2 separate regions of the Sus scrofa genome follow, and region 1 is linked to region 2. Evidence: chromatin contacts called from public HiChIP or PLAC-seq data. All regions are on one chromosome and are shown on one strand. Each heading gives the region's core, a stretch centred on a gene start, on an enhancer-like site or on the middle of the called end of the contact. The rest is flanking DNA. Distances are from core to core; before and after follow the strand shown. Region 1 holds the start of SLC43A3 (solute carrier family 43 member 3). Region 2 holds the start of MED19 (mediator of RNA polymerase II transcription subunit 19).

What was found. HiChIP or PLAC-seq counts read pairs in DNA pulled down with a chosen protein or histone mark.
Region 1: an H3K27ac HiChIP or PLAC-seq map of alveolar macrophages shows a contact between it and region 2. The contact joins the promoter of SLC43A3 here to the promoter of MED19 in region 2. A contact is called at or near these places in 1 of 5 promoter capture datasets (fetal liver) and 1 of 2 datasets of contacts at active chromatin or transcription factors (alveolar macrophages).

Annotation. Positions count from the first base shown.
Region 1 is chr2:13,489,518-13,492,506 of Sscrofa11.1, reverse strand. It overlaps SLC43A3 (solute carrier family 43 member 3), which reads right to left and starts at 1,594. Exons shown (of 13, transcript XM_021083039.1): 1 at 1,422-1,594; 2 at 9-377. The coding sequence starts at 192.
Region 2 is chr2:13,239,770-13,242,659 of Sscrofa11.1, reverse strand. MED19 (mediator of RNA polymerase II transcription subunit 19) reads right to left here and starts at 1,349. Exons shown (of 5, transcript XM_003122715.5): 1 at 953-1,349. The coding sequence starts at 1,220. TMX2 (thioredoxin-related transmembrane protein 2) reads left to right here and starts at 1,390. Exons shown (of 8, transcript XM_005660896.3): 1 at 1,390-1,813. The coding sequence starts at 1,625.

The sequences.
Region 1 (2,989 bases), core at 345-2,844, 250 kb before region 2:
TCCCTTACCAGCTGGCCCTGTGGCGTTGCCCATGAGCGTGGCATTCGGTTCACACAGGCTCTCAAAGTAACGTTCTGTTTTGAAGATGAACACCAGGGATGCCCAGCCGAAGAGGACACCCGCAAAGCCGATGCATTCCAGCAGCCCCGTCAGCAGAGTGGCCATCCGAAGGGGCAGGCTCGCTCCCTGCATGGTTCCAGGTGGAGCTGATCCTCAAATCCCAAGGGCGGTCTCCTGGGCTGACCACAGGCGCTGCGAAGCCTGGCGTTCCAGCACTTGGAAAATCCCTTTGGCAGGCCCTCTGTTCAGGAAGCTCTCTGGCTGTTCTGGCTGTTCCAGGCTTGGGCAAAACCCATCAATGGGCGATTCTCTGGATCCTATAAAATAAGGCAGAGGCTGCTGGGTACAGGAGGCTTGAGGGAAAGGCAGAGGTGTACAAAGCGTTCTCTGTACGATAAAGAGGCCAGCGGTTAGAAACAGCCAGAAACAGCTGCAAAGGCCTCTCTATCCCACAACTGGCAACAGGTGGGAAAGCAGAGACAGAGCCCCAATTCAGGAGACATCCGCTAAAATAATAGCAGCAATTCTGAACCAGGAACAGGGGATGGGAGACTTGACACATGTCCTCACAATATCCTGGCAAAGTGGGTGTTTTCTTATGTTCAGTTGACCGACAAAAGGCTCAACTTCCCCAGGTCACATGGGCCAGTCAGTCACGTTGCAGGCCAGTCTAATGCTAAAAACATCCCTACCTCAACACGATCCTGCCTGACCCTCGGCTGGCACTCCCCCAGTCTCCCATTTCCCCGCCGCCCCCCTCACACCACCATCTGCCGGGAAAGCGCCCAGAAGCCGCTCACCCCCACCCCGCTCTCCCTCCGGCACGTGCTCTGAGGTCCTGGGGCAGAAGCTCCCCCACCCCGTTCCGTCCCCCCCCCACCCTCCACCCCCGGTCGCCTGTCCTCAGGGCCTCATCACTCCCCGGCCCCGGGACCTCGCCGCCTCCAGCCCTGCGCCGCAAGCTACTCGCCTGCCTGGCTCCGAGCTCTCCGGGACGCGGGTTTCGGCGCCTTTGAAGATTTGGATTCGCGCCTCCCGCCGCCCCTCCCAGTCCCTCCACGCCCCCAGCAGTCCCGGAAGGGCCGGGGTGAGCGGGGCGGCGCCTGGCAGGTCCTCCACCTCCCGCTCGCCATCATTTCCTTCTTCTCCGAGCCTCACAGTCCTACGCTCTTTTTGACCACGCCCTGGAATCCCCCCTCCTTCCACTCGGGTGGACCTCGCCGGCGTGCACCTCCTGATCCCCTTTCCGCTTCTCTTCTTCTCTGCGCCTTCTCCCTCCCCTGACCGAGATCGTTTCAATCCCGTTGCTCACACTGGCAACGGGAAAGGTCACGCACTCACAGCACACACGGACGGCTTACCTGCGGACACGGGGACACACACGCGGACGCCGTATTCCTTGTGCTCTGCGTTGACCACGTGGGTGGGCACAGAACACGTTTTCCCCTATTTGTGCAGACAGAAGACGTTGCCTGGCATTTCAGGAAACAAAGAATGTTGCCAGCCACTTCTGTACCTGCAGCCTACCAGACAGTGTGCCCCGAGGGAAATTCAGGATGGAGAAAAACAGGAAACGCCCCCGCCCTGGATAGTTAAGATGCCTATCTAGGAATAACTTTTCAAAGACCTCAGATTCTTGCCTTTTCTCATACTTAGAAAACTACAGTCATGAACTTGTCTGCTTTTGCGATTAGCAGGAATCTTTTCCTGCTCGACTGCATGGATTTTTATTTTTATTTTTTTCCAGCAAAAACTCCTAGATATCCTGGCTCCTCCCTTTACCTCTTGGGAGTATTCCCCAGAGTATCTAAGAGGCTGTGTCCCAAGCTATAGTCCTCAGTAAGTTCCCCGGATAAAACATACCTGGCAACTTGGAGGCCACGCAGGATTTTTTTTTTTTTCCCCACTGACAGCATCTTTCCAGAAACCATCCCCCTGAAGCAGTATCCTGCTTTTTCACCACCAAGGACCTCTTTGATTGCTCCCTGCCTCACCCCAGCCCAGGTTCTGAAAGAGTCTACCCGCCAGACTTTGTTGATTAAGTATTCATTCATGGCTCCATTTTTTATTAATCAAAGACATATATAATTGCCGTCGGAGCTTGTGATCAGCATGAGATAGCCAGCTGAACCAGCTGCGCTGCTATCATTCCGAGCCCAGTGCAAGTTAGTTCAGTGGCCATTTCCTCCCAGCCCCGCTTAGAAAGCTGAATTGGAGGGAGAGCTTCTTGCATATTTAGAGTAGTCTACAAACTCCCAAGCCTAGCCTCCTGGTTTCCCCAGGGACTCAAAAGATTCTAAGCCCACCCTTCTTTTTAATGAGAAAGAAATAAAAGATTAGGGCAGTGGAAAGCCAGAACCAGGGAGTATTTTCCAGATCTCTACTAAAACACGGAGGATAAAGAAGGATAACCACCCAAAGACAGGTTGCTCGGTTCTGGTTCTATACCCAGGTGCTCACTAGTTACATAGCCCCAAGCAAGCCCTTTGACTGCCCCACTTGTAAGATGAGGCCTGCGGTACCTTAATTATCTTAATTATAATTAGAAATATGAGCTGGGTTGATGAAGTCCCTGCAAGTATGTTAGTCAGTAGCCAGACTGCTTAAGAATAGCACTAGGTTCTCCAGGGTCCAGATACAGAGTCAGAGAAGCAGCCTTGGGAGGGGATTTCAGAGCAACTTCACTCTACATGTGCTCTTAACATGCCCACGAACTTCTAACTGGTTAAGGATCCATTGTTGTCACTGCTGAGGCTTGGGTCACTGCTGTATCGCAGGTTCGATTCCTGGCCCAGGGAACTTCTGCATGCCACAGGCACAGCCAAAAAAAAATACTCCCAGACTTCACATGGACTAATGGGACATTAAGAAAACAAATCCTTTCTTTAAAAATTAATCAATGAGTTCCCTTCATGGCTCAGTGGTTAAC
Region 2 (2,890 bases), core at 100-2,599:
AAATGGTTCCCCCTGAACTTAAAATGTCTTATAGAGGCCTCTGCCTACTCTCCCACCTTCATCTCCTATCGCTCTTTCCCTGTTCACTTCCCCGGAGTGCAAGTGGTTTTCTGTCCCTCAAATATTCAAGGTTATTCTCACATTGGGCCTTCTAATCTCATTTTTTGTATCTAGAGTTCTCTCTCCTCCCACTCATAAATGGCTAGCTCTTCCTTTGTGCTTATATTTTAGCTCTAATGTTATCTACTCAGAAAGGGCTCTCCTGATCACTCTAGCTAAAGCAGTTCTGCCCCCTCAATTCTTTATCACATTTCCCCCTTGTAGCCATAACCACTATCTGATACTATCTGTTTATCCGCAGATATCTGTTTATCACTCTTTGACTCCTCCACTGGCAGGTAAACTCCCAAACAGGCAAGGATCTTGTCAGTTTTGTTCACAGCTGTATCTTCAGCAATTGGAAGAGTGCTTGGTACACAGAGTGGGTGCGCAACAAAATAATTTTTTGAATGAAAGAACCTGGTTTAATTCTAATCACTTCTTCGAACACATTTTGAAACCCCGAGGCCCAGAGGAAGAAAGACAACATGTCCCAAACCAACAGGAAGTTTGAAGCAGATCTGGAACTGGGTCCGCAGGGATGTTAAATCAGGACCCTCAAATACCAAACTCAAAGCTAGGATAATCTTTAGGGAGTCAAAAACCAGCGTCAGGGGCAGGATCGGGCGTGAAAGGTGGTCAGGGAGATCCACTCTCTTCCCACCCCTAATCCATCCCAATTCCAATCATTCTTTCGGTTGTGAATCCTCAGAACCTCTTCTAGTATAGTGTTCCGAAATCGCGCCACGCGTTGCCTAGGTTACCCCTCACCCCAGTCGGAAGGCTGAGAGCCACGCCCCGCCTCTCCTCGCTATGATCTGATTGGCTGGCTTTGACCAGGCCTTGTACTCACCCGGCAGTTCCCGCATTAGGTAGAAGGGGCCACAACCGGCCGCTGACTTGTCGGAGCCGGGAGCGGCTGTGGCCGCGGTAGAGGGCGGGGCGGGGCCCGGCCCCCCGCCCGGAGGAGGAGGCGGTGGGGGTGGAGGTTTTCCAGGTCCGAAGCCAAGTGCGGTCGGGGGCGGTGGTGGGTCAGCCTGAGCTCCGAACAGCGCCGTGAAATTCTCCATCGCCTCCTCCGCCCCGGCGCTGTCTCGGTGTCTGGCGTTGGTGACGTTCATTGGTCAATCTTTTCACAGAGTACCGCCCTCCTCTTTCAGGAGCCTCTCACCATTGGGTTGCCTCGGGCCCTTCCTACCTTCTTCCTGCAACTACTTCCGTCGCCTTCTGAGAACGTTCCGGAAGTACTATTTAACTTTATTTAAATTCTCCTGTATCTCCTACTTGCCGCAGTCGCATATGTCCAATAAAACGATTTAGGTGGAAAAAAAGACAGCTAGATTAGCCAATAAAATATCAAAGCCCTTTCTCCATTTTTAACCTGACGCAGAAGCCAGTCAGAGATCTGCTTCCGGATCTAGAGGCGGTGCATCCGAGACTAGGCCCAATGGAAGCACAATGATGGGAGAGGCGGGACCAGGCTCACGGACTCCGTGGAGCGGCTGGCGCCGCTAGAGCCGGGAAGATGGCGGTTCTCGCGCCTTTAATTGCTCTTATTTATTCGATACCTCGACTATCACGATGGCTGGCCCGACCTTACTACCTTCTGTCAGCCCTCCTCTCTGCTGCCTTCCTACTCGTGAGGAAGCTGCCCCCTGTCTGCTACAATCTCCCCACGCAACGCGAAGACGGCAACCCGTGTGACTTTGACTGGGTGAGCGACCCCCCGCCTTAGGACCCCGCGACCTTGACACCCTGTCCTAGGTTGCATCTACGAGATGCGAGGTTCACCTGTTTGAGAACACCTGAGGTTCCCAACCTGTAGCGGACTTAAGCTATTAAGAATCTAGAGCCTGGGCGGTCGTCGAGTGTAAACCTCTTCACGTTTAAGATGGGAATACAGCGAGTTAGCCTGCCGGGGTCTTCTGACTCCTGAGTCCAAGGTCCTTTCCGTCTCACAATTCGTACCTACCCAAACGAGGCATCTGCACTGTTTTACAGTGCTGCTCTCGTTATGTAAAGCCTCTTGAGGAATCAGTGAGGTAAACAAGGCAAGTAGTAGTAATCTCGTTTCACTGATGAAGAAATTGATCTCGGCGTAGTTAGGAGACTTGTCCAAGGTCACACAACTAGTGAGTGGCTGGGACTTGAAACCACTCTTCTGGCCAAAGCAGCAGCACCATCAGTCATTTTAATTCAGTTAACAACTGCAGAGGGAGGACTGTATGCTAGGCACTGTGCTGCATCCTGAGAATGTAAAAATGAATAAAGTTTTAGGCCTATTGAAATGGAATTGTAAAAAAAATTCATTGTAAAGAAATCAATCTGAACTCTCTTGCAGTACTTCCTAAGTAGAAGTGGAAGGACCACTCAGAAAAATAAGATGAAGTTCTGTGCCCCCTTCTGTATAGCTGAATCTGTGTTACGAGGAAGGAGGGCCTTCCTGAGTTTTTGTCTTTTTTTTTTTCCAGGTCCCAGAATGAGTCTTGACTTTTGACAGAACTTACTTCCTTACTTTTATTCTCCTTCCCTTGTTTACTTTTTCGTACTTCCGCCGTTCTTTCCCAGTGTTATTAAGTAGCTCATGTATAGCTGTGGTGCTTCAAAAGATCCATTTGGGGGGCAGGGGGGCGAACCTGCGGGGTATGGAGGTTCCCAGGCTAGGGTCAGATCAGAGCTACAGCCTATGCCACAGCCATAGCAACGTGGGATCCAAGCTCTGTCTCAGATCTACACCACAGCTCAAGGCAATGGCAGATCCCTGACCCACTGAGCGAGGCCAGGGATTGAA